Linked DNA regions of Mus musculus: regions 1, 3 and 4 are each linked to region 2. A link is a contact called in public promoter capture Hi-C data. All regions are on one chromosome and are shown on one strand. The core of a region is the stretch at or near the end of the contact, and the rest is flanking DNA. Distances in the headings are between cores, read along the strand shown. Region 1 has its middle 23 kb from the start of Gm51620. Region 2 overlaps Map4k4 (mitogen-activated protein kinase kinase kinase kinase 4). Region 3 overlaps Rfx8 (regulatory factor X 8). Region 4 overlaps Rnf149 (ring finger protein 149).

The links. Capture Hi-C pulls out chosen DNA fragments and counts their contacts.
Region 1: a contact with region 2 is called in a promoter capture Hi-C map of adipose tissue. The contact joins two enhancer-like sites. A contact is called at or near these places in 1 of 15 datasets of contacts at CTCF or cohesin (the NIH/3T3 cell line), 11 of 484 Hi-C or Micro-C datasets (the C2C12 cell line, the HL-1 cell line, Sertoli cells and 8 more), 4 of 115 datasets of contacts at active chromatin or transcription factors (astrocytes, embryonic fibroblasts, microglia and 1 more) and 3 of 9 other capture datasets (adipose tissue, embryonic stem cells and liver).
Region 3: a contact with region 2 is called in a promoter capture Hi-C map of adipose tissue. The contact joins two enhancer-like sites. A contact is called at or near these places in 2 of 39 promoter capture datasets (the 3T3-L1 cell line and the C10 cell line), 5 of 15 datasets of contacts at CTCF or cohesin (CD8 T cells, the NIH/3T3 cell line, large pre-B cells and 2 more), 80 of 484 Hi-C or Micro-C datasets (the 4T1 cell line, the AML12 cell line, B cells and 52 more), 9 of 115 datasets of contacts at active chromatin or transcription factors (the HPC-7 cell line, Th17 cells, bone marrow-derived dendritic cells and 6 more) and 5 of 9 other capture datasets (adipose tissue, bone marrow-derived macrophages, embryonic stem cells and 2 more).
Region 4: a contact with region 2 is called in a promoter capture Hi-C map of adipose tissue. The contact joins two enhancer-like sites. A contact is called at or near these places in 6 of 39 promoter capture datasets (the C10 cell line, embryonic stem cells, hematopoietic stem and progenitor cells and 2 more), 4 of 484 Hi-C or Micro-C datasets (bone marrow-derived macrophages, embryonic stem cells, palatal mesenchyme and 1 more), 4 of 115 datasets of contacts at active chromatin or transcription factors (bone marrow-derived dendritic cells, cardiomyocytes, large pre-B cells and 1 more) and 2 of 9 other capture datasets (adipose tissue and embryonic stem cells).

Annotation. Positions count from the first base shown.
Region 1 is chr1:39,612,218-39,617,985 of GRCm38.p6, reverse strand. No RefSeq gene overlaps it. Among named protein-coding and RNA genes, the nearest start is that of Gm51620, 23 kb to the right of the region's middle. Within about 2 kb of position 2,970, at least 88 of the 459 cell types and tissues checked have an H3K27ac peak or open chromatin away from gene starts, as enhancers often do. A contact at or near this core is called in adipose tissue and microglia, where this site is marked.
Region 2 is chr1:39,959,778-39,965,478 of GRCm38.p6, reverse strand. It overlaps Map4k4 (mitogen-activated protein kinase kinase kinase kinase 4), which reads right to left. Exons shown (of 32, transcript NM_001252200.1): 3 at 3,245-3,301. Among named protein-coding and RNA genes, the nearest start is that of Map4k4, 62 kb to the right of the region's middle. Within about 2 kb of position 2,393, at least 40 of the 459 cell types and tissues checked have an H3K27ac peak or open chromatin away from gene starts, as enhancers often do. A contact at or near this core is called in adipose tissue and microglia, where this site is marked.
Region 3 is chr1:39,683,909-39,689,900 of GRCm38.p6, reverse strand. It overlaps Rfx8 (regulatory factor X 8), which reads left to right. Exons shown (of 15, transcript NM_001145660.1): 7 at 1,251-1,328; 8 at 4,293-4,406. Among named protein-coding and RNA genes, the nearest start is that of Rfx8, 34 kb to the left of the region's middle. Within about 2 kb of position 2,375, at least 39 of the 459 cell types and tissues checked have an H3K27ac peak or open chromatin away from gene starts, as enhancers often do. A contact at or near this core is called in adipose tissue, where this site is marked.
Region 4 is chr1:39,553,904-39,559,578 of GRCm38.p6, reverse strand. Rnf149 (ring finger protein 149) reads left to right here. Exons shown (of 7, transcript NM_001033135.3): 5 at 1,168-1,264; 6 at 3,909-4,101. Among named protein-coding and RNA genes, the nearest start is that of Snord89, 7.9 kb to the right of the region's middle. Within about 2 kb of position 3,313, at least 101 of the 459 cell types and tissues checked have an H3K27ac peak or open chromatin away from gene starts, as enhancers often do. A contact at or near this core is called in adipose tissue, where this site is marked.

The DNA of each region.
Region 1 (5,768 bases), core at 1,721-4,220, 350 kb after region 2:
TATGTGTGCATGTGTGTATGTGTGCATGTGTATATGTGTGTATATACACACAGAGAGAGATCAAAGGAGAACATCATGTGTCCCATTCATTACTCTTTACCTTATTCCCCTGCAACAGGGTCTCTCTGAACCACAGCTTAACTGGCAGCTAAGTGACCCTCCTATCTTGTCCTTCCACAGAATGGGGTTACAGGTGTGTGGTGCTGATGTGGCCAGGCCTGGATTTTTACATGGGTGCTGGGATTTGAAATCAGGACATATATGTACCTAACAGGCATTTATACTGGCTGAGCCATTACCCCAGCTCCCTCCACTTTGTTTTTAAGACGAGGTCTCTCACTAACCCTGGTGCTTACTAAGTTGGCTGGGCTGGTTGCTGAGCTCAGCATTCTGCCTGAATCTGTTCTCCCAGTACTGGGCTTACAGGAACCCAGGTCCTCAGGTTTGTGTGCTAGAACTCTGCAGACTGAGCCAACTGCCCAGGCCCTGCATTTGCTAGTTTGTTTCCTTTTGTTTGGCTTTTGGTTTTTCTAGACAGGGTTTCTCTGTGTACCCCCTGACTGTCCTGAAACTCACTCTGTAGACCAGGCTGGCCTCGAACTCAGAAATCCGCCTGCCTCTGCCTCCCAAGTGCTGGGATTAAAGGCATGTGCCACCACTGCCTGGCATAATATAGAAGGAGGAAAAGTCTGGGCTCACAGTTAGAGGGAGATCATTTCTGGAGATAGCCTGCTCCAAGGTGTGGGCAAGGGACTGAGGTAGGGGTGTAGCATAACAGCTATATTAAAAACAGTAAGTTTTAAATACAGCTGTTATTCCTACAGACCAGGACTAAGAAAAAGTCCTGCTTTATACGCGAAAAGAAGACATCAAAGGTCATACAAGAATGTGGAGCACCCATGAGAATGCTCCATCATGGGAGACTGAGGCTTTCACGGATGGACCAATATCTCTCCTTAGGCTAACAATGCCAGCTCACCCCAGAGTGGGATGTGGGTCTTCATGCAGCAAGGTTGGGAAATGCTACACCCCCACCTCAGTCCTCAGTCCCTTGCCCACACCTTGGAGCAGGCTATCTCCAGAACTGATCTCCCTCTAACTGTGAGCCCAGACTCTTCCTCCTTCTAGCCATAAAGCCCAAGCAGCTACTTGCCCACCACGCCTATTCAGAAGGGTTAGAGAAGCAGAAGAGGTCTACAGTGGACAGCAAGCCAGTGACCCTGCCCACAAAGTAGGCCTGTGGATATCAAGGTCCACCAATTCAGCCAGCATCCTCAGCATCTGCCGTTGCCAGGCTAACCACATAACACACTCCATCCTTGGACAATTCCTATATTTATCTCTGTGCTGACTCTCTGTGTATGTATCCATCCCAAGGACTGGCTCCCATTGTAAACCTGGAGTCCACATTTTTAAAGTCCACATATTTGACTGGGCATGCCCTCAAGGGATTACTTAGACAGCAGCCACGCTTTCTCTTCCTGCGGAATGGCTCTGTGTGTAGGCAAAGCAAAAGTCAGGTGGGAACAGCTACAGTAGCTAAAAGGATGGTTAAGGGACTTATAGGAGACATCTGGCTGTCCCTGCGAGTGGCCTTGAACTCACTGGGCAGAAGATCACTTTGAATATCTGATCCTTCCACTTGTGAGCATCCTTCCTCCTCAACATGAGATTACAGGCATGATCAACCACATCCAGGTTTGTGTCCTGCCAGTGTCTGAACCCTTCAGGGCTCCATGCATGCAACATAAATATTCTACCAACCTAGCTACATCCCCTGGCCCAGGAATATTAATTTTTAAAGAAATAGGAATTTCTGGGGGCTATTGTTTTGGACTGAGCTTCTACACTGAGCCCCAAAAGACCAGGGTAAAATTTAAGATGGAGTCACAATTGCTAGAGTGTAAAACCATTATGCTGAAACCAGGGGACTAATGCAATCTTGTGAGGAATTGGACTTAAGGGATGTTCTGGTTTTAAAGAACAAGTCTCCCACAGGCTTGCTGCGTGGTCTGAACACTGGTCCCCAGCCATTGATGGAGTTTACAGAGGTAGGGAAATGTTTGGGGTGGGGCCTAGCTGCAAAAGTCCCAATTGATAGAGGTGGCCTACGAGGTCATTGCTGCCCCTCACTCCTGTCTGGCTCTCTGCTTTCCATCACAGCTGCACAAACGTAACCAAGCAGAGGAGAGATCAGAGAGAGAGACTAGTTTCAATGGATGGGATACGGTGACAGAAATAACCGGGCATGCAACAGCCATTTTTTTTTTTTTTTTTTTTTTTTTTTTTTTTTTTTGGTCATTGGTGTTAGTTACCCTGACTCTACAAGCCGGGAACACCATTTAGCTTCTTGCTTCTTGTTTGTGCTTCGCTCCTCCTCCTGCTCCTCCTGCTCCTCCTCCTCCTCCTCCTCTCAGCTCACTGGGACACCAACACTGGTCTGTAGTGTCTTCCCCCATACTAGAACTTAAAATTGGTTTGGAGACAGAATTGACTTCATTTCATTGCTTCACCAACTTTCAAGCACGAGGGGTTCGTTTCTACCTCAGTTTCTCCCCACTAGAACGAGATTATCCCCAAGCCTGCTTGGCTCACCGTAGGGGGGCTATAGTGCTGGCTGTGCCTCGACGTCCCTCGTTTTTTCACATCCCACAGAAGCCCTTTGTCTACTGTCGGATCCCCCTGGCAAGAACCGAGGTATCTGAGGATGAATGGTTTCACTTCTTGCTCTGATCGTCCTTACCTGCTCCATGTCTCACGGTGGTTTCTTCATCTCCTGGACATTTCTAGATAAGCGGTGGGACCTTTGGGAGTTTCTAACAAACTTACAGTTTCCAAACTTGGGAATTTTGTAGGAGGCAAAGATTTAGTGCGCCCCCTGGTGACTGAGCAGTGGAACTTTATTTACAGTCGCTTGTCCTTGAAGCAAACATTAAACCCCATCTTGACTCAACTTCTTTCCTTCCCCCATGCTTTGGGGAAGTCCAATAAGGATGGAGGTGGGTCTTACTCCTCCGCTCCTGGGGTTGCCCTCCTCTCTTACTTCTTCAATATCCTCAGCGCAGCTACTGAAGCCCCCGCCAGGGTCCAGGATCCAGATACAGGCTGTAGGAACAGCTACTTGTAAAAGATGAGGAGGGCAGAACAGAGAAGCCTTTCCCAAGTGTGCTTACTCAGGCCTTGTGTGAGCCGGAGGCTAGAGTTAGATCAGTTGGCTGATTGTTAGAATCGCTCCAGGCTAGAGAACATTGGAGACCAGACCCTACAGAAGCAGGTTTTCCTTTAATCAGAACAGCCAAGGGCAGAAGCCACTCCTGGGGAATGTGCTTAGGAGTGGGGGTGGGGGGTGGGGCGGGTTGGAGTTTTATAGGGCAGAAAAGGGAACTTCTGTAGTGGGAGATTACATCTGCTTCCTTCCCCTGCAGTCTTCAAGCTTGTAAATGCTCTTCTTATCAAGAGCTCACTGGGTCCTAACTTCCTGCAGAAGATGCTGCCTTTGTGTTAACCTACCTGTCCTGGAGTTGCTCAGCTCGCCCGCCCGAGGCTTTTGGGTTGTTTGGCCTTGAGCCGTATCAGCACCAGATGTTTTCAGACACCTAGAGAGGCTACGCAGCTTGCACCGGCTCCCGAAAGTACCGGCCCCAGACACATCTATTTCCAACAGTGTGGACTTTTCTCTGTAGCCATTGCCACGGGGGTCAGAGCATTTCTCTCGAGGGCCTAGCAGAGAGACCGCAGTGACTGCCACAAACAGGCAAGGCCAGTGCGCGCAAGGCCAGCGCACTGGCCACACTTCCCTTCAGTAAGGCAAAAGGGAGTTTTTCTCCATTTTTCTGAGAAACCAGGAGAAAAGGTTAATGCTCAAATTTCCCAAACCTGTTTCAGTTGTGATTCTTAACTTCCTTCTGCCTCTGCCAAGGGGCTCACACTCACACAAAGAAACCAGAGGTAACCTAATCTCATCCTCTTGGTCCATCCTCCTGTCGCAGCCTTCCAAGAGGAATAGCGTGAGCCCGCAAAGCCCCTTCTTGTTTCTATTTTCTTCATCATTTTACTGTCTATAAAGTAAGCCTTCAGTACTTGGTTCCAGGAAAACTTACTGCATCTGATAGAACTAAGAGCCATCGGATTCCAGAAACACAAATGAGGCAGTCAAGATCTTTAAACTAAAAGTAACATCATCTAGATCTTTTTATTTTAGAATTTATTTTGAAGTTGTGTGTGTGTGTGTGTCTAAATGTAGTGTTGTACATGTGAGTGCAGCACCCACAGAGGCCAGAATCGGGCACCAGATCCCCTGGAGCTGGAATTACAAGCAGTTGTGAACTGCCCCCAAAGGCTGCTAGGACCAGAATTCCATCTGCTGCAGAGTCCTGTGGGCCCTTAACCTCTGCACCGTCTCTCCAAGCCCTCTAGATTTAGATCTATCTTGTGCAAAAGTCATCTTTCCATAAATACTTGGAAAAGATCATGTATTTATCTTGAATGTTTCGTGGGGTTTGTTTGTCTTGGGACATATTAATCATTGTTACTGCTTGTCCTATAGTGTCCTATATTCTGCAAGTATATTCTGGTGGATATCGCTTATAAAGAATATCTCTGTCCAGATGCTTTTATTGAAAAAGTAATAATTACCTCAGAGTAAGAGTCTTATGAATCAGGCCAGGATATAAGCAACAGACAGCGCCAGCTGTGAGAGAAACTGAAAACTGTAAGCCCCTCAAGGTCACTGTGCAGCTGTCCAAGGTCAGACAAAAGCCCTATGGAGCCTTTTAGGCTTTCTGGAGTGGGTGGGAGAGAGACTTTCTCCTCACATCCTAACACATCAGAAACTTTTGAACCAGCTTGGCAAGAAAGGCTTCACCTATGCCTGGGGGGTTCTGAGTCTTTGATCGGAAGTTTTCCCACACAGGTGCAGCTCCATCGCAATACTAACAGCCACCCTGCTTCCCAGTCCCAGGCACAGCCCTGCATCTAACCTGTAGGTTAGACTCTCACAGGAGGCCTCTTTACCTTAAGGCAGTGGTTCTCAGCCTTCCTCAAGGGGCTCGAGACCCCTTTGGCAAACCTCTATTTCCAAAAATATTAATATTACAATTCATAAAGGTAGCAAAATTACTGTTAGGAAGTAGAAATGGAATAATGTTATGCTCGAGGAGTCACTACGACACAGGGGTCACGGCATTTGGAAAGTTGAGAGCCACTGCCTTTAGGGCATCGAACCTAACTTGGTTTAATTTTTACCCATAAGCCTCTTTTCCCCAAGGAACATCCTAACCTGTTTCTGGTAGCCTGCCCAGTAGTTCCACTGATCCATGCTCTCCTGATTTAAAGTGCCCTGTGGCATTTTACTAAGTCAACACAGTGACCCCCACAAGTCCAATATCATAGTCAGGGCAAATCCACCCTGCTCCCTAGTCCCCAGAGGAGTTAAGGAGCCACACAGCTGTGATGAGCACACCCACGGATCTTAAAGAGCAGAGTGAATGGCTGGGCAGTGGTGCCTTTAATCCCAGCAATGGGGAAGCAGAGCAGGTGGATCTCTCTGAGTTTAAGACAAGCCTGGGCTACATAGTGAGACCCTGTCTTAAGAGGAAAAGATGGAGGAGGAGGAAGAGGAGGAGGAGGAGGAGAGGAGGGGGAAGTCTAGAAGAGGTGTTTACCTAAATTCAAAACAGACAAATGGAACAAAGTCTTTATTTCCCAACAGGGAATGCAGTCAAGTGACCCAGAATCCAGACTGGGTGGTCTATTCCTCCTCAGGAGAC
Region 2 (5,701 bases), core at 1,144-3,643:
TTTGTCAGAAAAAGGACCACCTACCATCCCATGCCTACACTCACATTCTAAGTAGTGGGAGAGCAGAGCTGGGGTTCTGCATAAAGGAAAATTAAGTCCACCACCATTATGCACTTGAGATTCGCTCTTCTGGCCTTTGGGGCACTTGTACACTTTTCTCTCTCTCTCTCTCTCTCTCATACACACACACACACAGAGGTGAGGAGACATGGACAGACAGACAGACACTCTCAAATGACATGTCCTCCTCAATAGTATATATTAGTTTATAGAGACAAACTTTTAATGAATATCCCCTGACGACTTTAAAAGATTACCTACTTAAATTCCTAAGCAGAAAGGGCATGATCACACTGAAGTCTGCCTGGCTCATCCTCCTCCAACCAGGCTGGGAAGAATGATCAGCTTATGCCACTTCCCCTCTCCTGCCCAGTGACAGCATTGTCAATGTCCATGTTCACACTGCATCCAGAATGAAGAAGGGAAAAAACAAACAACCCACACAAAGCGTCAGGCAGCACCGTCACAGCCACATCCAAGCCTGCACTAAGTAATCTACCGACAAGACAAAGCAAACCTGTAAGGAGCTGAGGCTGCCTCCGTGCACACGGAACAGCTGATCTTCCTACAGAGAAAGTGCTACACCTTGGACGAAAATACATCACAACTGCTGGTCTAGCTAATTCTCCTTTAAACTAACAGAAGAAGCTTGTAGAGCAACAGCTGAGAGCAAATAGATAACTCACATCTACACACCCTTATGTAAATACAAATGGATCTCTCTCATCTACACACCCTTGTGTAAATACAAATGGATCTCTCACATTTATACAGCCCTTCCATAAACACACATGGAAATCTCATATCTATACAGCCCTTATGTAAATACAAATGGATAACTCACATCTATACAGCTCTTATACACACAAATGAATACCTCACATATATACCCTTGCCTGAATACAAATGGGTAACTCGCATCTATATAGCTCTTACATAAATACAAATGGGTACCTCATGTCTATAAGCCCTTGCATATATACAAACGAAACTTAAGAACTTACATTACAAGGCAGGGGATAACAGCCCAATGGCAACAAGCCCTGATTAAATAGCAATACTCTTCTCAACACTACAAGCTCCCAGACAGGATCGTGTACACATCTATGAAGAGATGCCTCCCTCGAACACCCCTTAGTCCCTCCCATAGCGTCATGTCCAGGTTCTTCAAATAACCAAGCTCACTAGTGATGTAGGCCCACATCCTCACTCACTGCAGCTAGTGATGGAGCTAGATTCACTCAGGCTTCCAACAAGATCACCATACCATGGCCTTCCCACCCACACTGTTCCTGCCCGCTGAGCCTGCTAACCAACACCCAGTCCTTGCTAATAAGGCACACGCCTGTCTGTGACTTTCCCAGGAATTAGCTCCTGCACCTGTGTCCCTGAGACGAAAGGGAAAGCAGATAATCTGACTCTCATCAAGACAGCCCTCTCCTTGAGCCCTCCCCTCCCAGAGCTGACATCTGCAGCTCAGCTGCAGACCTCTCCTATCTGCCACCCAGGCCCCAGCATCATAAGCCCAGAAGCCTTGATGTTGGGGCAGGCTGAAGCAGTCCAAGGTCTTTTATTCACAATCAACACTTCCTCTGGATCCTCTCCGAGCCCCAGGCCACAGCAGAGGTCATTCTGAGAGAAGAAAATGTGAGAAACATCACTGAGGAGCTAACAGACTCGATGGTTGATTGTCCGTTGGTCTTTAAGCATCACTTTTGACTTTACTGGAATAAACGAGCTCCCATTAATTGCTTTTAAAGGAGCTCTACAAATAGTCAATCACCTGTCCAATGCTGCCTTCTTTTTCAAGCAAGAAACTATGGTTTGTAGCACAGTAGTACAGCACTACTCTAGCTTGGGTACACAAGGGCCTCATTAATCCCCAGCACAGAGAACAGCAAGAATAACACAGAGCACGTAGCACATGTCCACGTGAGCATGTACTTTATACATGTCTCATAGAGACAGGACTGAAGAGAAATACACTGAAGGGCTCCTGTCAGAAAAGGGAAGGACTTGATTTTTCATTGCACTCTCCTGTATGCTTCACTTTCTGCATATTACACATTTATAACCAGGCTCCGCCTTAGAGAAGGAGGGTCAGACTTGAAATCCATCTGTGGCGTGAAGTAAGGCACCAGGAGGCTACAGCGGCTACTCAGGGAACACAGCCCAGGCTGAAAGCACGAAGCCCAGAAAGGAACTAAACTCTGGATTCATAAATAGCCAAGCTTAAGGCTAACTTACTTTTTAGACACGGTCTTTATATAGCCCTCACTTTCCTCAGTAATCCCTGGGTTTAGGGAAATGATGGTGTGACGTAAAGACCCTGCAAGCTCCTCAGGCTGCTGCTGAGCTCTTTCTACAACTTGGGGCTGGATCTGATTCAACACTGAGTCAAAGGCAGCAAGTGCAAGAGAGGAAACATTAAAATAGCTTAAAATGAGGCAGCTCTAGCTCCTCATACCCGATGAAGGATGCACTCACAGAGGCACGTCCCGAGTGCGCAGTGTGCGTGTGTTCAGGTGTGTGTGTGTGGGTGTGCATGTGTGCATGTGTGTGAGTGTGTGGGTGTGCATGTGTGGGCTCACTTTTTGTTTGACTCGGTTCTCGGTTCCCATCTGAAGCTGCACAGTAAATCCTCATTGACTATTGAAAGAACTATCTTTTGTCATTAAATTATGGCAACAATCTACTCGACATTCTAACAGATGTTGCTGTCTTCCAGCCTCTGGGAACTTGGCTCCATGTTTTCTTTTCTCAATATAAAAAATAAAAGAAATGGCACAGATGTGGTCTAATACCCCAAGGGAGCTTTCCCTTTAATCACTGCGCATGTGACCTCCATGATCCCTCCCCCAACATTTTCCTTTCTATTAGTGAAGATGTTTCCAATTACAGCCCATTTTGTGGCCAAAGATGACATCACTCCGATGGAGGAGGGTTGCTGCGGGTTGGTGGTTTAAATCAAAAATGCATTAAGCAAATGAGATTCTTAGTTACTTAGGACTATCTCAACAACTCAAGTCGCCTGGCCTGCTGCTGGACCTTGAGCCAACACCAGAGCAAAGCCATGTGCTTAGGTGATCACTATCTCTAAATGTGCCAAGGAGGGCAGAAGTACCAGGGCCGGAAGAACTTGAAAGTCACGATGTCTTCATCAACAAGTGTGGTCCAACCTTACCTCGGTGACGTCCATAACCTTGATGGCGGCCAGCTGACCCGTTTTAACATGTCGACCCTGGAGACACAGAAAACAAAGACTGGTCAGTACCGACACTCACGACGGTTCCTCAGAGGAAGTGGCTAAAGTCTCTAACCCAGCCTCCCCCGCGCCTTTTCTGTTACTAATAAAAGGTAACATGCTTTTAAGTGCATGCTCATAATAGAACAACGGAGCTGATAAAAACAAAGACAGAAGATCGAATGAATTCGGATAAAATATCAATTCTTTTTCTGATACGTTTGATGTACTATCAAACTATCTCCAAGTTTCTCAAAAGACTTTTGTTAAACTTATGTGTCCATGTGTGTACGTGTGAGCTTATTTACACTACATGTGTTCAGGAGCCCATGAAAGCCAGGTGAGGACCTCAGATCCCCTTGGATATATGGAGGGGCTGGCAATCAAGCCAGGAAGCCATCTTCCCTGACACCAATCAACTTAAGTAATCTGTTTTTCTATATATCAGCCTCAACCTTTTCTTCAATGGCCAAAAACAAAACAAAACTAGAAAGCCCTCTAGATATTTCCTTTATGCCATAAATGGTAACTGAATCTTCCTAGTGGACCCCAATAGTTACTACTTGATTTCACAAATTATATTGAATGTCCCCAAAAGTCAATGTATGGTGTATGGAGACTGTTATCCTGAGAAGAGGAAGTATTCAAGGTTCAGGGACAAGCAAAATGACATCATAACTGTAATCTTTGATCTAGGACCTAAACTGTGTAGCTTATTCATACCACTCTGTATGTAAAACAAAAACAAAAAACAAAAAAAAAAAATAAAACCCCTGTGTTATCATTCTCCTTTCTCACCGATGCGGAGGGTGCGTGTGGTTAACCCCTACTCTCTGAAGCAACTAGGAACCACCCTGCTATCGTAAACGTAACTACTTTTAAGGACTCCACTTTAAGAGTGGCCCTTCTGCAACAATGCAGAACAGAAAGAACATCTTCACATATTCCAAAGCCAGTCTCTTGTCTTGTGACAGGAAGAGTACATTTATAACATCAAACCCAAGAACAACTCGGCATTTACTCACAGAAATTGTTCAGGGACTCAGATTATAACAAGGACAAAGCAGTCCTGGAAAATGGCATTATGTGACAACTAGTACACTCTAAATAACAACACTGGGACAAGCTTTATACTGCTGTGCCCATGTCAAAGAGGGCACAGTCTATACACTTCAGTCTATACACACACAGTCTATACACTGGTATATACACTTCAAGGCATCAAGGAGTACAGCAGGCAAGATGCATCAATGTGGATCACTTAAGCAAACATAAGCCCAGGATATGAAAGTCTATCCCCCTGTCAGTAATAACATGTAGCTCCCATGACTAGGTCCAACACGATCACATGACTCTGACAGCAGTCACATGACTCTGGCAGCTCAATCACAAAGTAAAATTGTGCTTTTCTTGAACCCAAGAAGGGAGAGTGCATTTAAGACACAGTGTAGTGAGTGCACTCTCTGACCTGGCCATGTGTCAGACAGGTCCAATAGTTCCCACACAGCCCCTCAGCCCTCCAGCTTTTCTACAGTGTCTACTTCCAAATCAAGGCAGCAACCTTGACATGGCTAGAAGTCGGGTGGTGGGGGGAGGGGAACAGCACGGGAGTTTTTTCTTTTTGAGGACACAGCTATGTGCTGCTGGGTAGGGACTCTTTAGGAGCCTGATACAGTACCACTTTAGATTACAGATCTACAAAACCCACGAGTCGATCAAGACGCTCTGCAAAGACTTATATTGTGGCATCTTTCTTTATTGCAAATAGTTAATTCGGCTAACGCATCCTCTGTCTGTCATTTCAGACAGTGTGCCTGCCCCACAGGAACCAGAGTTTCCCTCAGAGGAGAAACCTCGCGGCTTTCGATTCATTTCTGCCTTTTTCTTTTCTTTTTTTAATTTTAGGAAAATTAATGTTTCCTTTTTAAGAAAAACAAAACCAGTCCTAGGCTTGACGGTGATAGAAGCTAAGGAGAACGGCCTGTTTTCCAGCTCTCCTTCAGTGTTTCTAACCAAGTCAAAATTGCCACCTTGCCCTTGCAAATATGCAATACGTAACACACGTTCCAAGGAAAATCGCACTATAGAGTGTTAGAAGTCGGAACACCATGATAGCCTGTCTCCACCTTTGAGGAAGCCTGGCCTGGCCCACAGAAGGGCAGAGCAGGTGATGTAAGTAAGGGCAGCCTCTCCTAGCATCAAGGCCTAATTAAGGGATGCATGTTGCATCATCTCTACCTAGACCTCACCTAGCCCTCCTTAAAATATCTAACACTTCTCTATGTCCACTGACAGGGAAGGTCTGATGGCCTCTTTTACGGCAGTGGGAATTTGGACGATACATTAACACATCCAAGAAGGAAGAGCGTGAGCCTCTGTCGGTCTCTTAGCCCACAG
Region 3 (5,992 bases), core at 1,126-3,625, 280 kb after region 2:
CTCTGAAGTGAGGGCTTCCCCATGAAAGAAGGGACTAGAAAAGGGAAGCAGACCCCTGGCTCCTCTAGGAACTCGGGTGGCAGCGTTCAGGAACCCGGGTGTCAGCCGTCGGGGCCTTTGGAACACTGGTGCAATCACAAGCAGGTGCTTCGCCAGCTTGAGGGTCAGAACTCAGAACCCATCAGCCAGGCAAAGTTGAGCACAGAGGTACAGGTCTAAAGTCTCAGCGCCACAGTGGATCGCTGATCACTTGCCAGCTAGCCTAGCCACAGTGGTCCCAGGTTCAGTGCTACCCTGTCTCAAGGAATGAGGTGAAAGTGATAGAGGGGACACTTAGTGTCCTCTTTGGGCCTATGTAAGCACACACAGGCATAACACACACACACACTACCACCAATACCACCACCACCACCACCACCACCACCACCACCACCACCACCATCATCACCAATCCTCAAAAAGAGGAAGTCCACAAGATGGCTCAGCAGGCTTACCACCAAGCCTGACAGCCTAGGTTCAATCCCTAGGACTCACACAGCAGGAGAGAGCCTCCTCTACCTCACATATGTGCTGTGTCATGCATGTTCCCATATATACCCACATGCGTGAATGTGACCTCACACATGTGCTGTGCCATGCATGTTCCCATATATGCCCACACCCATGAATATGACCTCACACATGTGCTGTGTCATGCATGTTCCCATATATGCTCACACCCATAACTATGACCTCACATATGTGCTGTGCCATGCATGTTCCCATATATATCCACATTCATGAATGTGACCTTATACATGTGCTGTGCCATGCATGTTCCCATGTACACCCACATGCATGGATAAATACATACAAAAATCCTTTAAAGACTTTAAGGGTGGAACATTATAGATGAAGACACTAGATGTCTGCCTCTGGCCTCTGCACATGCATGTACATGTTCACAGACATACAAGTACACATACACACAAAACACATACAAAAAAAATATTACACACCCTCAAAAGTTAGAGTGCTAGAACTGACCCTGGCAGTGTGTGAGTGACCACCGAAAACCGGAAGTGCCATGAGCTGTCAGGAGGTTGTGCTGACTCCATGCACACAGCACAGGCCGGGTGAAAAGCCTGGCTACTGTCACTGTCACGCCAGAGCTGTGACAAGATTGTCCCTAGAGAACCGATCCCCTGGGTCTCTCAGGCTGATTGTTTGTGAAGGCCCAACAGAGGAGCTAACACTCATTGCCTTCCTAGGTGGTCTTTCTTGCTGATGAATACTGCAACTACTGTCGAGACATTTTACAGAATGTGAGGAACCAAGAACTGGAGAAGGTAGGCTTTTATCTATGAAATACAGGCACTTATGACCGGCTGTCAACCACTTAACTTGATAGGACCCCTCCAGGGACAGCAAGAGCTAGCCCATTGCATCAAACAGCTCATCCAGCTGGTCTGGTCACCGGTGAGTTCTGGAAAGTGGTCTTGTCTCGGCTTAGTCATTTGGAAATTCTCAGAGGTTCTGATATGGGTGTCACGATGCTTGAAGAGCAGATTCAGCTCTGCCTGAGTAGAGTGTAGGTAGTAATACCGACCTCTTCCCCAGTAATGCCTGCCACATCATATCAAGACATGCCATGGCAAAGGAAAGGGACTCTGAGGCAGGTGATCGATCCGGCACGGATGGGTGTTGCGGATTTTATTGTAGAACTGGTGACTGCTCAGTGACACACCACCTACCTATAGTGACCACCTACCTATAGTGACCACGTACCTATAGTGACCACCTACCTATAGTGACCACCTACCTATAGGGTGACGCTCTGAGGTCTCCCCATTACACAAGGAGGGGTGTAAACTGAATGTGGGAAACACATTTTTAAATTAGAGTTTATCTAGCCTATTGTGAGCCTGACTCGCGTGCGGTCAGAGGACAGTGTTCAGGACTCAGCTCTGTCCTGCCAGCCTGTGGGAATCAGGGATGGAACTCAAGAACCCATGCTTGGCAGGACACACTGAGCCATCCGACTGCCTGGACTTTACTCCTCTATGTATGAGATAAGAATCCAGAGAAGCAAGAGCACATTCAAATGGGAGCTTTCCTGATGCTTCCGGTATCTAAGCATTTCAGCTTTGAGCGGCAAGGCTCTCAGCGTGAGCACACGCGCCGTGGAGCCGGAGTGAAGCATGGCAGAGTGGGAGACACCAGTGTGCCCCTCTCTGTCTCTGCAGCATCGTGATGCCAAGCCTCTCACAGCTTCCTTCCACTCAGCAGATACTTGCTTAAATCATGTCCCGTGACAGCTCTGTTTCTGGGACTAGGAAGTCATTTTCCACAAGGCTTGAGGAATGTGTAATTTGGTAATGAGGGGAACAACGTTACACAGTAAGGCTGACGAGTCCTGCCCCTGTCCGTTAGTCACCCCTTCTCGACTGATGTGTGTCAGCAACTGTTAACTCCCACAGAATACCCGAGATAAGAAACTTAAAACGCAGGGATACTGGCTTTAATTTATGGTCTGGGGAATTTTGGCCCATGTCTTCTTGGCACTGCCCTCCAGTTTGCATCTGTGAAGAGGCAGGGAGCAAGCATCAGAACAGCCTGTTCCTCCTGGGCGAGACACTGAGAAAGAGGAAGAGCCGGAGGTCTCACCATCCTCTGAAAGCTCACAGCCCCAGTGGCCGGGATGCTGCCTACTAGGCCTAACTCCCAAATGTGCCACCACCTCCGATTAGCACACCAGCCAAGGACCACACCTTTAAGCAGTGGGCCATGGGGAAACACTCTAGATTCAAACTATAACAATTATTATAAACAAAATGCCTAGGGAGGGCTTCTTTATAAAGAGAAAAGTTTATTTTGGGTCACAGTTTTAAAGGTTGAAGGTCTAAGGATGATAGCTTTCTTGTTGGCAGCCTAGAGCAACACAGGAGCTCGTGTGCGTGTGCATGTGCGTCTGTCCATCTGTCTGTCTCGCCTTCTTATGGAGTCATGAGCATCCAGTCATCAGGCCTCTACCTCGATGGCCTTCTGTAATGCAAGGCAGTTCAGTCCAGGCAGTCACAGGATCAGGTAGAGGGAACACACTGGAGAAACACTTGTGTTTCTTACTCACTAATGAGCAGGAGCAGGGAGCTTGGAACATGGGTAGCCAACCAGGCTATGAGTGGACAGCTTTCCTGAATCTACTTGGACAAGTCTGTCAGTGTTCCTGACACAGATCCCAAGTCATGGTCCTCCTGGTGGCTCTCACTACCTGGCCAGGAATCACTTCTGGCCTGGGGTTCCTGGATACCTTAGAATGTCCCTGCCCATGGAAATCCCACAGGACAGGAGCCTTATGCTAGAGAAATGGCTCAGTGGTTAAGAGCACTAGCTGCTTTTGTGGAAGACCTGAGTCCACTTCCCAGCACCAGCACGGTGGCTCACAGCTGTAACTCCTGCTCTGGGGGCTCTGAGGCCTTCTTCTGACTCTGTAGGCATGCACACACGCGAGCACATACAGAATTAATAATAAACCTTTAAAGGAGGTGGGTGGTCTTTATCAGCTGGCAGCTGCCAATCTAATTCAAAAATTGGAATCTGGAAACAGGCAAATAAAACAGAAAAAGAAGGAACCTGACTTTTGGCCCCTTGATGTGTCCCCTACTTGATCTCTGAGAGGGGCTCATGTGGCTTCACAATTGGTGCTGAGGAGTTAGGCACGAGGAGCAATACTCTTACTTTTTTCTTTTTTTTTTTTTTTAAGCTGGAAAAAGAGCAAAGTGATCAGTCAGCCAGCCAGTCAGTCAGTAAGCTTTTCTTCTCAACCCTTGATAAAGCCCCTGTAGCCTTCATCTTATGGTAATCAACCAGGGCCCTCTGGTGGCCAGAAACAGCTTTCCCTGTAGGAAACACCCTCAAGGAAGTAGGTTTCCTAGTGGAGGGCCAAGGCAGAGTGATCTGCTATGGTTGCTAAAAAGAGGTGTTTCCTCTGGAGAGATGGTCCAGAGGTTAAGAGTGGTGACTACTCTTCCAGAAGACTCAGGTTCAATTCCAAGCACCCACATGGTGGCTCACCACTGTCTATAACTCCAGTTCCAGGAGATCTGACATCTCATACAAACATAAGTGCAGGCAAAACACCAGCGCCCACCAAGTAAGAAGAGTAGTTTCCAAACACAGCCTGTGAAGCTGATATCATAACTTTGCATGCGCTGGTGTGAGGCCTTGCCATGGCCTGTGGGGTCACTGACTATGAAGGGCTGAGGCCCACAAGGCACAGCCTGGGTTGCTGATGATATGTTCTGTCACATTAGGTGGAGGATTTAATCACATCCTTCTGGAAATCTCGGCAGCAAGACACAGTCATGCTCATGTCTCTGCCCGACGTGCGCCAGCTCTTAGGATGCTATGACATGCAGCTGTATAAGGTGGGTGGACCCTTGACTCCCCTGGGCATCCCTTCCAGAAACAAATGCCAGTACTCAGGTGAGAACAACACCCCCAATATACACCAACACAGAATAGCACCCCCAATACACACTAGCCCAGAACAGCACCTCCAATATATACCAGCCCAGAACAGCATACCCCAATACACACCAGCCCAGAACAGCACCTCCAATACACAACAGCACAATACACAACAGCACAATACACAACAGCACAATACACAACAGCACAATACACAACACCGCAATACACAACAGCACAGAACATACCCCATAAACATACCAGTCCAGATCAGCATATCCCAATACATATGCCAGCCCAGAGCAGCACCCCCTAGTACATACTAACCCAGAACAGCACACCCCAATATACATACCATACCAGAACAGCACCTCCAAAACCCACCAGCCCAGAACAGCACTTCCAATACCCACCAGCCCAGAACAGCACCTCCAAAACCCACCAGCCCAGAACAGCACCCCCAATACACACCAGCCCAGAACAGCACCTCCAATACACACCAGCCCAGAACAGCACACCACAATACACACAAACCTGTGTACAATGGACAGGGCCTTTTACCTTTTGCTCTTTTAAATTTCCTCAAACACAGAATATAATGATCCATGATTCAGATTTTAGCCCATTTTATTTTCTGAACATTTCAACCAAAGATGTGTGTGCGCTCTCTCTCTCTCTCTCTCTCTCTCTCTCTCTCTCTCTCTCTCTCTCTCTCTCTCTCTCTCTGTGTGTCTCTCTCTCTCTCTGCATATATATAATTTCTTGGAAACAGGACCCCTTGATGTAATCAAAGCTGGCTTTGAACTTACAATCCTCCTGCCTCAGTCTCTGGAGTACTGGGATTATAGGTGTTCCCAGGCCAGTCTTTTAAAAAGGCATTTTCAGGGGGCTGGAGAGAAGACTCAGAGGCTAGGAGCACTGGCTGCTCTTCCAAAGGACTCAGGATCGATTCCCAGCACCCACACGGCGGTTCACAACCTTCTGTAGTTCTAGTTCCAGGGAATCTATGCCCGCTTCTGAGTCTCCTCAGGCACTGCACACATGCATTCAGGCTAACACTAATACACATAAAACAAATAACATCCAGAAAAGATGTTTCAGAATGCAGAGCCATGGCTGATCACTCTGAAGCAGCGCCACTGCCAGGCTGGCTCTGCTCAGGAACGCCGGTCTCTGGAGCACTTAGGAGGTCAGGTGGACATCGGTTCTGAGGTCTTTGTTCATCAAGAGTCCCACTGGTTCGGACTTAGGGAGCTCATGCTTCTAGTTTGTCACCACAGACGTAGAATAAAAGGGCTGACTGACGCGGCTCCTAATGTTGGTCCTGACCCTCTGCGTTCGCCAGAGTGGGCGTGGTGCTGTTGCTTGCTCTGTTTTGGCTCTGGGTTTTGTTTGCTTACTTTAATGGAATCAGGGCCTACACTGAGGGTATGCCCCAGTGGCATATGCACAAGGCCTTGGGTTCCATCCACAGAATGTGGGGTGGGAGTGGGGGAGATTCCATTATCGGTATCTGAAATACTGAGCTGCCAGTTCCGGCACA
Region 4 (5,675 bases), core at 2,064-4,563, 410 kb after region 2:
ATTACTTGCTCTCCTCATTGGGGTTGTTATTTTGTCCACTTTTCTCCTAAGCAACATGTTAAAACATCCCCAACAAAACTGAAGTTTCTTCCTTGTTTTTGGACAATTTCTTCTCGGTCAGTGAGTTTTAATTTGTGGTTGAATGACAAACTGAACTAGAGTGTTTCACAATTAAGAACTACTATTTTTTTTTTTAAGAATTACTATTTTTAATGGTACTGGCAGATTTTTGTTTAAAGAAAACCTTCAGCAGAGTAATTATAATGAGTAGTATATGTAGACACTGAACAGCTGATGGTGTAGGTGTAGAGAGTAGGAGACATACAGCTCCTTGTGGTCATGCTGTCTAGTCACACAGCTGGGGTTTGAGCTCTGTCTGTCTGGTTTCAAAACCTGTAGTTCACACATGTAAGAGGGGCAGGAAACCAAGATAAACCAACAAGGAAAGAAAGTGTGTGCGTGCGCCTTTCTGGTAGCACAGATGTTTATTCAAGAGTAGGCTTATAAAATGTGTAAATGGAAATAACCATTTTTTCTGCCACTCAGATGATTAATATATATTTCCACTTGAGTCACTTTATAGACTTGAAGAAGATATTATCAACTTGGGATTAGTTTATTACTGGTACCTTATTTGTGGGCTTTGTTAGCCTAAATGGTTTAGAATAAGTATTCTACTGAAGCACATGAAAATGATTGGGCATTGTAGCGCTTAACAGAATCCCAGCACTTGGGAAGCATAGGTACAAGGAGTCTGAGTTCAAGGCAATCCTGGACCACATAGCACATTCGAGGCCAATTGGGTAACATAGCAAGACCCTAATCTCAAAACCATAGACTAACGCTCATACACACACATGCGCGCACACACGCGCGCGCGCACACACACACACACACACACACACACGATTTAGTATGTGGTGGAAATAGATCTACCATATTTTTGTTTAATGAAGAGCTTTCACTTTAAAAGAAAAAAAAAAGCATCACTAAGTCCAAATCTTAAGTGGGAAATAGACTGGAAAATAACTTAGACAAGTAGGTGGACTTCATGTTAATGTGTGGTTGGCTCACTTTATACAGGGTGTGTTGGTAAAATGCGTTATTTCCTTTATAAGATATGCAAACATTTATTTTAAGACATTAATACATACTTAATTTTTTTAGGCATATTTTTCATAGAATATGCATTGACCCATGGCTTTTGGATCACCGAACGTGTCCAATGTGTAAACTTGATGTCATCAAAGCCCTGGGATATTGGGTTTGTTACGTTTTTGTTTATATTCAATCTCTACCCCAGTTCTTCCTGAGTATCTCACTTTTATTACTGACCCAGAGGCAAGGTGAACAGATGAAATATTCCTTCTGATATCCTTACTGTTACTTAAAGAAGTTTTCAGTATTTAAAATGAATATGTAGAATAGTCCACATAAATCCGTGAACTGAGTTTATGACAGAATACTATATAGCCTATGAACATCTTCCCCAATCTGTAATTCCGAAGTATAGCTCTGCATATGGTAGCATCCTCTGTGTGTGTGTGTGCTTATGCATGCATGGGTTTGTGCATGAGTGCAGATGCTTGCATGTTTGGTTTTATGTAAATTGAATCATAGAATGTATGAAGTAAATAGAGGTGCCACCTATATCTTCTGGCTTCAGAGACACATTTTACACATACTATACCCAATAGATTCTGATTATCTGCTCTCACTTTTTATGGGCTCCACAGTTTTTTTTTTTTTTTTAGACTTGCATGTACTCTATTATGCCTCAAAATACTATTGATAAAATTATAACTTATTTTAGCTAACAATATTTGAAGGACTGAGAATACAGCTCAGGGTGCTTGAAGGCCTTGCGCCAAAGTCCTGGACTCAATCTCCCTATCACATAAACTGGATGAACATTGTATACAACTTAAAACTGTTATAGCCATGTATGCATCTATAATGGTGTCTCTAGGAGCTATGCCTGGAACAGGGCTGGCTTCATGGGATGCAGGTGTGACAGTCGCCCTTTAGCTTGGTGTGGCCCTTCAGGGAGAAACTGTTTCATCCAAGGACGGCTGTACTACAGCCTCATCCTGCTTTGTCCTGAAATGTGTCTTCCTTATAGAACTCCTAAACTTCCTTTATTGACAGCTTTTCATTATCTGTCCCTTTAGCCTGAGATAGCATACCTCCCTCATGGGCCTGGTTCATGCCCTCTATGTACAAGCTGCAGTTCAACAAGAGGTTGAGTCTTCATGGTTCAGAATTTTAAATGAGAAAACACAGAGCTTGATGAATTGTTTCCTTGACAGAATCTAATTCCCTTCCTTAAATGCACTGTAAGCTTATGCTCAGTTGTCTTTTTTGAGTGATTCTAAACCAGCTTTTCCACTCTTGACATTTATGTGAGACCAATTTCTGTTCTTAGCTAAGCAGAGACTCGCATTCTCATACATTTTGTTCAGAGAGTATAGGCCCACTTATTTCATATATAAGAGATGAGTCTTCATTTTATATGAGGTTGAATTCTTTTCTTACTAGAATACAGAGAATGCGTGCGTATGTGGCGTACTTTGTGAAGGATAGGAAGCTATTATAACTTCAGCACTAGGGGTGTGTCTTGCTTTTAGTGTCTCAGTTTCTAGAGGAGGGCCCATTTCCCTATTACCAGTAGAGTTCTCAGTGACTCTTAAGACTTCAACGCAGTCCTTTGGTTTGCAACCATATCCACTACATTCATTGAGCAAAAACTGATCAGACAAATGCTGTCTAAGATGTTAAATTGAACTTGGCTCGGAGATAATTACGGTATAGTATAGAGATAATTACGGTATAGTCCCTTTGCTAGAGCAAGGATTCTTGGGGATTTCACTTTCAGGCCAACCGGGGCCAGTGCATATCCGGAGATACAGCACAGCAAGGGAACTTGGTAGATGCCATCTGGGTCAGAAAAGAAAGTGTTTATGCTGCCTGCTAGACATGGAGAAATGGAGGACTGTATTTTAGTGGGACTGCTGAGGGACTGTCACCTCAGTGCGTAGTAGGTGGATGGTGTGTGCACGGGGATGTGAACTCGGGTGGAGCTTGGTGGAGAGCTAGGTTTGGCAGCTTTGTTGAGAAACAGATTGGGATGAGGCTAAACAGGAGTTGGTATTGTAACATTTCAACAGGAATTTTGCTTGATGTGTCTAGGATGTCTAGTTACTGGTGAGGGAAGAGGGAGTGGTTTTAAAATGCTCCTAGGACAGAGCAGAGATGTCTGAGTGCCTGTGAACCCACGCTCACAGCCTACAAACCCTTAGTCACTTCCCAGCAGTTTCATCTACCCACGTGCATCTGTGGCTCTTAGGTTAACCAGAAAGAATGTCTGAGACACCCACCCACTGGTGTTGGGGCTTAATGGAGTATGACTAAAGGAGTCTCTGGCCATGCTTTCATTATCTTCCTTCAATGCAACAAAGAGAAGGAGGTGGGAGGGGAGTTGGAGACAAACCACAGTGGAGAAAGGACACAGAACAGATTTTTAAAACAGATAAATGAAGCCTTCATCTATTTAGAGCCTCTTTGTCTCTGACACCCTGGTGCTATGCTGTAAAATGGCCCAGGGCTGCTGCTGGGGCTGCGGGAGCAGCAGTGACGCTGTACAGACTCCGCAAGAAGACAGTTTCAGGAAGTAGCCTCTTTGTTTAAATCATTTAAAGGGCGAGATACAACTTCCATCAAGTAGGGAAACTCTTTAGAGGAAAACAAAACAAACTTAATAGGTCTTTCTGACTGGATACAGGAGATGGTGTGCCTCCCACCCCGTTCCCTGTAGAGAGCCAAAGATATCTCAAGTGAATTTACTAGCAAAATGACCCCGTACTGGTCATGTCACTGAGAAAGCCATTGTCTTTTGTCTGCCTCTCAAGGGGGACCCTGAGGATACGCAGGAGCTACCCACCCCAGAAGCTGCCCCAGGAAGGGTTTCTGTTGGGAATCTGAGTGTGACATCCCAAGATGAGGAGAGGAGTGAAAGCAACCTTCCATCATCTTCCTCGAGCGAGTCTGGGCCACACCGCCCCTGTCTTAAAGAAGATGCAGGGGAGGACACAGCATTACTAGGTATGTGGCTACAGATATAAGCGCACAATGTTACCAGTGAATGGAACAAAGTGGAAGGCAGGAAAGTACTGTCGTGTACATAAAAACCACAGGCCCCCACTTCGAGATACCATTTCAAGTTTTTGATGCATACATTCTCAAGAATGGGGGATATCACACAAATGCTGTTTGGTAAACTGTTCTTTTAATGTATGAAGTTCTTTCTGGATCACTTGGTAGATAAATTTTTATGACCAAGTTTTTTAAATTTTCTTTTGAGTTGCTCAATTCATGTCTATGTCTTCAGTGGTTTCTGTAGTCTCGTCGTATTGTGTAGCATGTGGTGAGGTCCTGGTCTTCTTGCAGCTGCTTCTCAGCTCAACTGCTTTTTCTTACTAATTCTTAGTTAACTTTTCTGATGCCATAACAAAACACCATGACCAAAGCAACTTAAAAGGAAATATTTATTGGCGCTTAAGAGTCCATGATCCTCATGGTAGGGAGCGTGGCAGCAGGCAGGCATGCCCTGGAGCAGTAGCTGAGAGCTCACAGTTTATCCACAATGAGAGGAAGGAAGGGAGAAGGACTGGGCCTCCTTTCCAGAGGCAGGGGACCAAGTAAAGGAACACATGAGCCTGTGGGGCCATTCTCATTCAAACACCAGGTCATAGTAATGCTTTCTTTTTGTTTTTTAATTGTAGTGGGCCCAAGTAGAGCCTAGGGCTTTGGACTTGCCTGATAAGGTGTACCTCCAGCCCTTTTTTAGAACTTTTTTAATTTAAATTTAATATGGAAAATACAAGACCTTTGTCAAATATTTTGTCTCCTCTCCCTCAGTTTCTTTATTTCTTTGTGTTGGGAAATGCTAATCACAAACACTGGCATTTGGCCATATTCCAGTGACTAACGTCTGTATTCTTAGCCTCTGTGTACTTTTCTGTCTTCTGACATAAAAGTATCTTGGGACTTTTATGGCATGCTAAATAGGAAAGTCTTTTTCTTCTTGGTTGGTTATGGTTCATTAGAGAATTACTGACCTATGTTTTGGTAATATTTGTAGGGTTTCTTTTTCTTTTTTCCCCCAAATTCCTTTTTGAAACTGTGTCTTATGTATACCAGGCTAGCCTCAAATTCCCTAGATAGCTGAAGATGACCTTGAACTTTTGATCCTCTGATCCCACCTCCCAAGTGTGAGATTATAGGCATGCATTACCACACTGGTTTCATGCAGTGCTTGGGATCAAAGTTGGGGCTGTGTGCATGCCAGCAGGCCCTCTACCAACTGAGCTACATCCCTATATCTGCCCCTTTATAATTAATTTATTCACTCATTTATTTATTGGGGTACCCATGTATGTCATGTAAATGTAGAAGTCAGAGGGTAACTGAGGAGTCAGTACTCTCCTACCTTAGGTTCCAGGGATAAAACTCAGGTCATCAGGATTGGTAGCAAGAACCCTGTACGCCATGAACCGTCCTGCTGGCCCTCTCTTCGGTATTCTTTAAAGATTAATTATGAAGTTATTTTGAGCCTGGTGTGATAGTGCATAACTTTAATCCTGGCATTTTAGAGGCTGAGACTGGAAAATCTTTTG